2 separate regions of the Mus musculus genome follow, and region 1 is linked to region 2. The links are chromatin contacts, called in public promoter capture Hi-C maps. All regions are on one chromosome and are shown on one strand. Each heading gives the region's core, a stretch centred on a gene start, on an enhancer-like site or on the middle of the called end of the contact. The rest is flanking DNA. Distances are from core to core; before and after follow the strand shown.

Evidence for each region. Promoter capture Hi-C pulls out the DNA fragments that hold promoters and counts their contacts.
Region 1: a promoter capture Hi-C map of hippocampal neurons shows a contact between it and region 2, with 9 times the contacts expected there. The contact joins two enhancer-like sites. A contact is called at or near these places in 1 of 39 promoter capture datasets (hippocampal neurons) and 1 of 115 datasets of contacts at active chromatin or transcription factors (embryonic forebrain).

Annotation. Positions count from the first base shown.
Region 1 is chr8:67,850,720-67,855,145 of GRCm38.p6, forward strand. All of the region lies in intron 9 of Psd3 (pleckstrin and Sec7 domain containing 3), which reads right to left. It overlaps Gm32888 (a long non-coding RNA gene), which reads right to left. Exons shown (of 2, transcript XR_379060.3): 2 at 2,462-4,426. Among named protein-coding and RNA genes, the nearest start is that of Gm32888, 11 kb to the right of the region's middle. Within about 2 kb of position 2,787, at least 42 of the 459 cell types and tissues checked have an H3K27ac peak or open chromatin away from gene starts, as enhancers often do. A contact at or near this core is called in hippocampal neurons, where this site is marked.
Region 2 is chr8:64,939,051-64,943,313 of GRCm38.p6, forward strand. It overlaps Gm32507 (a long non-coding RNA gene), which reads left to right. Exons shown (of 4, transcript XR_379050.2): 3 at 3,402-3,548. Among named protein-coding and RNA genes, the nearest start is that of Gm32507, 3.8 kb to the left of the region's middle. Within about 2 kb of position 2,586, at least 20 of the 459 cell types and tissues checked have an H3K27ac peak or open chromatin away from gene starts, as enhancers often do. A contact at or near this core is called in hippocampal neurons, where this site is marked.

The sequences.
Region 1 (4,426 bases), core at 1,537-4,036, 2.9 Mb after region 2:
AACATAAACATTGTTCCTGAGGCACCCCAACTCATCCTTTAAAACTTTTCTCCATCAGAGTAATATGCAAATAGACAAATATGTACTCAAGGGGAAAAATATACTGCATTGAATTAACACAGTGGGACTCATACCTTTCAAGCGTAACCTATAATATTGCTTTCTTTGCTACTCATCAGCCTAGAAGCAAGAGAAAGATATATGCGTTTACACTGCATGGATGCTATAGTACCTCTAAATGCATCAGGTATAATAATCAATATTGCTATTATAAATATTCATCTTCATAAAGCTAAGTGCCATAAGTAATGCTTAGGCATGAGCTGAATGTAGATTCTCCAAATGCCTTTGTACATAGATAGATGTAATCTTTCTTGAATTTTATATTTCATTGTTATCTAGTTTGCTTTCTTATTTTACAGCAAGCATTAAAAAGAATCCTCAGTAGCTATTTTAATGTAACTAAATGTGTTCCATAGGCATTTCTCTACTGACGCTGACTAAATGATCATTGCCAGCAACACTGGAATACAGACAGGTAGGATACAGCCCTCTTTCTACTTGGAGAAAAAGAACAAAACATGCCTTGTGCAATACCATCTCTCCTACAGCTGCACATGCAATAACCACTGCAGAGTTCTTAGGGCCATTATATTGTTTACAGAATAATGAAAAAGTTAAGTAGGACTATAGCAAATATAGGAGCCATTTATAATCACATGAAATCTAACCCCATAAAGCACATTAATATATTTTATAAACATGCTTTTTTTTTCTGACTTGATTATCTAGAAAGAAGACATCTCACACACACACACACACACACACACACACACACACACACACACACACACAGACATACACAGTCACAGAAGGACCATTCTATTTATTGTAAATCTCCTCTTATGTTTGTTCCTGAGGCAGCAAATATTTTGATGGGCTAATTCTACATCTATATAGGACAGAAGCTTCCTTTGGCCATGACAAAGAAAAGGTGTTCTATCACAGCCAAATAAATCTGAAACCTGTAAATTTACACAAAAATATCATACTGAAATGAATAGAGACATAGAACGATTATAAATACAGAATAGGAGGAAAACTATGAATGAGTTTGGGTTCTAGAAATAGAGCTAAGGGTAGCAGAATGACATGTAATGGAAAAGCCAGTAAGAGTGTGAAGAGAAAGGGTTGTGTTTGTTAGCAAGCCTAGAAACACAAGGGAAATTAATTCAAAACACACTGGGTAAATCTAGAAATCAAATCACTATTCTAGCCCAATTTAGGAGTTCAGAGTAAATTCAAGAATGGAAGTGTTGATGTGAAAACTGTAAATCCTGCTGAACAAACAATCCTATAAAATGAACTAAGATTGGAGGAATGAATAAAAAAAGCATGAACAAATCAGGAATAAAGAGAAGACTGATTTAACCAATTAGTCACCAGAGCAAAGAGCAGCCATCGGGAGCTAGTCAGGACTACTGGGATGTGGAGGTGCATGGTCTTAGCATGTTAGCAGTTCAGGGAACGAAAGAAGAATCAATCCTGCCCTGGGAGCCCATGGTGCACACCTGTAATTCTATCTCTGTAGTCTGCAGGAAGCTTATAAACTCAAAGACAGTGTAAGTTTCACATGAAAATGAAAAAGCTAGAAAGGGAGGAAGAAAGGGAGGGGGAGGAAAGAAGGAAGGAAGGGAGAAAGGGAGGAAGGGAGGAAGGGAGGAAGGGAGGAAGGAAGGAAGGGAGGGAAGGAAGGGAAGGGAAGGAAGAAGGAAGGAAGGAAGAAACCTAAGACTGAATGTGAGGAAGTAAACCTGATTCTCCTATGTAGGATGGCATTAAACAAATCTATTTTCCTAATTCTTTTCTCCCAACCTGTTCAGTGTTAAGTAAATCAGTGCTCTATTTACCAGTTCCAGGGAACAATATAACCTTTGTAAGTCATGATTAAGGCATGATGTCACATTTCTTTAACCTCAGCATTCTCAAGGCAGAGAGGCAGGCAGATATCTGTAAGTTCAAGGCCAGTCTGCTCTACAACAGAAGTTCCATGGCAGCCAAGGCAGTTACAAGGCTGTTTCAAGGCTGGCTTGAAAACAAAACAAAACAAAAAAAGGCAGCTCCCCTCGCCCAAAAAACAAAGACAATTAAACATAACCAAATCCAATTCTACCCACCTTTCAGATCTAACTCAATACAATCACCAGGAACTCTTCCCTAGGAAGTTTAGAAAACAGGGACCTTTCTCTTCTTTTTAGTCAGCTTTGAGAATAAAAGGTATAGACAGAAAAGGAAATAAAGTACAAAGGACATATAAGTAAGATTACAGCTAAAAGAAATTTCTATTTCAGGTTTCCTTGGTTGGAGTCATAAAAAGGTACAGGCCTTATTCTTCTGGAAAATGGGCAAACGTCTGTTTCGAGGCTCACTGAGGACAATTAGAATAGGATTCTTTTCTACATTTTTTCCTACTTCATGACACACTTTCCCCACTTTTGAGGGTTTGGGGCATTTAGAGTACATAATCCTTTATTCTTTTATCCAGAGTACATGATGGCCAGGGATAAGATATAGGAAGACACACAACCCCCAGAGAGGAAGTTTTAACATCGATCATGTGGATGAACAACACATCCCAGGAGGTTCAGTGAGAGCAGTGCTAAGACTCCAAAGGAAGCTTAATGCTGAGACACCAAGCAGCTCCCCGGGAAACATGTTATGAAAGTGTTGGGGGTGGGGAGCAAAATTAGTGGCACCAATACCAGTGACGCAAAGAAAAAGGAAAGAAATGCCAAGCTGTAGCCAGGCAATGCAATATAAAACCATCACTTCATGTCCCACTCACTTCCACACCCACTGAGAATGCTGTTCTTGGGGCTTATTAAGATTAAAAAAAAAAAAAAAAAGCAGCCTTCGGATCAATGCCAACCTATGCATATACCTAATCCAAAACACGAACCACCCAGTTCATGGCCATTCCAGACAGGTAGAAGGCAGAAAAAGAAAGGGATGTTCAGGGTCTCTTAGTATCAACCACGTCCCAAAACACAGGATAGGACTCTGTGCCAAATATGCTTAAACTCCGATGAATCATTGGCGTCCGTTCCTTTCAGGCATTTGTTGGAGACCAGCCTACACTGACATGGATGGGCTAGTCAGATAGTGCCAAGTAATAAGCAATAAGAGACATTAAGTTACTGAACTTGCATAAAAACAACAGCTTAGAATTTAAAGTCTAAGAAATGCCTGGCTTTTTTTTCCTTCTTTTTCACATAGAAAAAGAACTGTACCTGACTGAAAAAATTCTACTAAAATTCTTTGGCATTTTTTTATCTCAGTTTTGGTATTTACTGTTGTGTAGCTAATTACTATCCTTACATTGTTCTATCGAAATATAGATACAATATGTAAAATATGTGTTGCCCAGACTTGGACCAAACATTTGCCCCTTCCCATGTACTCAACACATATATCAAGACTCCCAACACTCCTAGACAAGCCCTCTTTGTCAACAAGTTAGAAAACAAACATCACCACAGCAGACACCCCATATATTCTGTTGCATCATTGCAGCCCCAAAAATGAGCCCCAGAATGAGGTGAGTGAATCCATGCAGAATGAATCTCTGCTTCTTGGAGTCTCATCCTGCTTCTGAGATCTATCAGTTTATAGTCTTAACTAGCCTAACTCAGGTCATCTACCACCTATCTAAGTTTTAAACAAGTTATACTTCAGACTGGAGGAGGGCTGAGGAGAAGGCAGAGTGGTCAAATACTTGCCTGACAAGCCTGATGACTACCTAAGTTCAGATCCTCCTAAGGTGAGTAAATAGATATACCAGCATATGTGTAATTCCAGTATGATTCTACCAAGTAATAGGAGATAGACACAGAAGAATTGTTGGACACAGGACAGTTAGTAAGGAGTATAGAGCAATTTACAACATAAGAAACCCTGTCTCAAGCAAATCAAGAACCAACACCTTTGCCTGTCCTCTGACCTCTGCGTATGTAGCCATGACACACATATACCTGTGTGCACATATGCATACATACACACACACACACACACACACACACACACACACACACACACACAGACACACTCGTGAAAAGAAAGAGGAGGAGGGAGGGTAAGAGTATGGGAAGGAGATGAGACAGAGAAGAGGAAGAGAGGGAAATATATACACATTTCATAGATGAATTTTTTTGTCTCAGCCATCTTTCTCCCTCTGCCTCCAACACAGGCCAAAGGTGGCTCTCATAGTATTATTGAGTTGGCCTCTTACTTTCATATTCTACGTATCTAGTACTGGCTAAGAGTCTCCTTTGTGTGTGAGTGCCTTGTCCTTCCCCCTGCTTGATCCCTCTCCACCATAAAATTATGTTGCAAAGGGAAATGTAACAGCTGACTCTGCAGTGCATCC
Region 2 (4,263 bases), core at 1,336-3,835:
AAGAAAAGAGAAGAAAGATGGGGGTGGGGGAGGCTAATACTTAAAGCCTTAAGTGAACCTGTTTTCTGTTGCTTTCCATTCATGCCTTAAAATTGTCAATTATGTAGAGCTGGGAGTTGGTCAGAGGTTCAGGGTACTTGCTGCACTTTCAGAGGATCTGGGTTTGATTCCCAGTACCCACAGGGTGATTCAACTACTGATGACTCCAGCTCCAGGGTAGCTAATGCCCTTTCTGACATCCATGAGTACCAAGCACACACATGGTGCATGCATATACATATATATACATACACACACACACAAACACACACACATGTGCAGGCAAACAACTCACACATAAAATGAATAAATCTAATAAAAATGTCATCTAAGATTTCTTTATAAAGGCAATATTGAAGACAATTTAAAAAGAATGCATGTGCAAAATCATCTCTTCGGCAACGTAGCAACCTTATTCTGTTGTCTCAATCTTGCAATTTTAAAATAATTTCAGAAAGGGCTGAGAAGAAGGCTCTGCTGAGCCTAAGAGAATGTCCTCTTCTCTTCCATAGGGGCCAAGTTTAGCTCCCAGTCCATAGTGAGCAATTTACAGCTGCCTATAACTCCAGATCCAGGGCATCTAAATGCTCTCTTTTGCCCTGTGGGCACCTGTGCACACACAAGGCATAGGCATGTATACACATGTATACATACACATAAATTTAAAAAGTCTTAAAAAGTAAATTTCAGATGAAAACTTTTTCTTCCATCAGAAACACCCACTTTCCTGTGTTCAAAGTACACTGCATACAATAAAATGGCAAGTGTCTGGGTGTAGTGGTGCTTGCCCAAAGTCCCAGAGCTCAGGCGGCAGCAGGCAACTCTCCGTGGGTTCAAGGTCAGTGTGTACAGTGAGTTCCAGGACAGCCAGGGCTCTGTAGGGAGAATTTCTCTCTCTCTCTCTCTCTCTCTCTCTCTCTCTCGCTCGCTCGCTCGCTCGCTCTGTTTTGCCTGGTTTGATGGTATACACCTGTAATTCCAACACTTAGGAGGCTGCAGACGGAGGAGCCACACAAGTTAGAGGCAAGCGTGCATCATACAAAAAGGTTTTTTTTCCAGCTTGGGAGAGTGAGCTTCCGTCTCAAACAAGCAAAGTAGAGATAGCTGGAGAGATAGATCAGTGGTTAAGCGTGCTTTCCAGAAGGCTGGGGTTTAGTTCTCAACATCTATATAGTTGTACACAAACAGCCATGTTTCCAGTTCCCGGGGATTCAAGCATCTCTTCTGGTGTCTCTGTGGACACAGTGTGCCTGGAGAAGAAAACCACTCGCATACATAAGCAATGGCAGATCTTGTGTCAAGGGAGGTGGACAGTGTTTCTGATGATAGTAGCGGAAGTTGTACTCTGACCTACACACACGCACACACACACACACACACACACAGAGAGAGAGAGAGAGAGAGAGAGAGAGAGAGAGAGAGAGAGAGAGAGAGAAACCTGAGAGCTCACATCCAGATCCACAAACAGGAAGCACAGAGAGAGCACACTGGGAATGGTGCTAGTCTTCCGAAACCTCAAAGCCAGCCCCAGTGACACACCCCCTCCAACAAGGCCACACCCCCATCCTTCCCTAACAGTTCCACCAACTGCTGGTCTAGATATCAAACATATGAGCCTATGGGGCATTCTCAGTCAAACCACACCTTCACGTAGGCGGTGGAAAGCCTAGGACGTTGTTCTCACGTGAGCTTACATTTTGCTGGAGCTCTGGCCACAGACAGGGAGCAGATCTCTCTGCATAGGAAGCCCCCAGGAGTAACCTTCATTGTTCGCTGAGTGTAATATCCATTACTGTATCAACGCTTGATATTAGCATGTATGCCATGAATATCAATTCTCTTTTCCTGGTCTTATTAAAGGGAAAGCAAAGTCATCTACACTGTAGTTTTTCAAAGCCACAGGTTTGAAATATTCCTTAATTTTGGTTGTTCACCCTGGCTTCTTGTGTCTGTCCCCTCACTGTAAGACTTACAGTGACTGCTAATGCGGGGCTCAAAAGTCTGGCCTTGGTGACCTAAACATGGTGATATTGGCACCGGTAGTAGGGGTCTCCTCCTTATGTAAGGAGCGTGATGCCCATCTCACTGTATTACCCCGACTGGCCGCTAGCTGCCTCAGTTTCTAAGTATATATTACTCTGTCACATGGAACTCTTACATTTTAAAATTACAACTTTGGGCATGGTAGTGAGGCTGCAATTCCAGCACTTGGCAGAAGGATCATCCGAATTTGAGGCCAGCTTGCTCTGCATAGTGAGTTCCACGCCAGCAAAAAGATGAAAAATTAATTGAATTCTGTCTTTAGACGTTTGGCTCTATTAGTGTCCTATCACCAAGTGCGGCACTAAGTTCTTTTCAAAGTCTAGCTCACTTTGCTTTCTTAGAAGTCACTTTTAAAGCCTCTCAACTATACCACTAAAAGGAATCAGGACCATCATTGTAAGGGCTTAGCCAGAAACTGAAAATTTGATAGCCTACAGCAGCGTTATCTTTGTCGGACTAACATGGGAACAGCGCCACTCAGTGGTGATCATAGGAACTGCACCACTAAAGTCTACGACGTTGCCAGTCACCTCCTCTAATCTCCCACATCATTCACAGTGCCCCAAAACACACAGTGTAAATCACGACCTGCCCTGACTCCATTGCTTGAATCTAGGAAGCAGCTACTGGTGTGGTGTAGGGATGCAGCGCTCAGTAGAGAGCGATGTAAAGAGGTGGAGAAATTGTATCTTCACAGAGCCTGGGAGTTAGTCCCGAGCAGATGGCCTGAGTTCCATCTGGCAACCCAAATAGTGGAGGGAAATAACGGACTCTAGAGGTTGTCCTCTCATCTCCACGTGTGCACTGTAATACTCTCGTGACCCTTCCACCTCACCCCTCCCGTCCACCATAATAAATAAAAAATAATGTTTTTTTTTTTTAAATACAAGAGGAAAGAGAACAGAAACGTATACACACAGGCATGTACACACACACACACACACACATCCATGAAAGTAAAAGTTGAGGGGACAGTAAGGGAACATAAGAAGTTGGGGGGGAGCTAACGGGAGGGTATGGTAGAGCACAGTACATTAGTGCATAAAAATGTCATAATGCAGCGTTATTATATACAATTAATATATGATAAGAAAAGAGTTCTTCTTTTGTAGGGAAGAAATACTTGTGGGGCGGGCCTGAGGGGGTTGGTGACACACACCTACAGTCCCAGTACTTACTGGTGAGGTGGAGGCAGGAGGATCAGAAGGCCAATGCTATCCTTGGCCACATACTTAGTTGGAGTCCAACCTGGCCTACATGAGACCCTGTGTCAACAAAAGTAAAACAACAAATATATTTTGATAAACTATTTGGGGAAGGGGCTACAGCGTCGAGAAACTGCGCAGACAACAAAATGTGAGCTATACACGGATGCAGGAAACAAGGAGAAATGTTCCTTTGGGGTTTTCGCCAATTAGAGAAATCCGGAGGAGAGAAGCAGGGCAGTGGCGGCACAGCGGAAACAGGTGAGGACCCTGCACTCCCCCCCCCCCTCCCCAGCCCTTCAGGAAATCTGCAGAATCAGCAAACACCCGGCAGAGACTGGATTCTTGCAGAAGAGCAATGGCAGGTGAACAAAGAGAAATGAGGGTTACTCCTGAGCGATCTGCTGCCCGTCTGCTGTGGGGCGGGGGCAGTGATAAGCCACAGGCGCTCAGCAGTCTCACCCATGAGCCCTCAGCTTCTCAGCCCCTTTGGCTCTAGGTTACATAACTCTAGGATTGTGGTGATTAGTCTTGAGTGTCAATTTGATGGGCTTTACGATCACCATGGAAACAAACCTCTGGGGAGGTGTAGAGGGCACTTTTAGATTAGGATGAAATAGGAAGACTCCCCTCACCCTAAATATGGGCAGCACCATTCCATGGGCTGGGATCCTGGAACTGAGCCCCCAGCACCACCTCTAAAGGTGAGCACTCTCATCGTCTGAGAGTTGAGCACCAGATCCCTCCCCTAAGAGCTGAGCGCCAGCTACATCCTCCACCCCCTGGGAACTGAGCACCAGCTGCACCCCACATCCCCTGTGAGCACCAGCCTCACCCTCCACCCCCACCCATGCTTCCTGCCTCTTGAGATGAGCGATTGCCTGGAGCTCCCGCTGTGTGAGGATCCTGTCGGGATGGACTATGTAGATGAGCTATGAGGCAAAATAAACCTTCCTTCCTTAAGTCTTCCTGATAC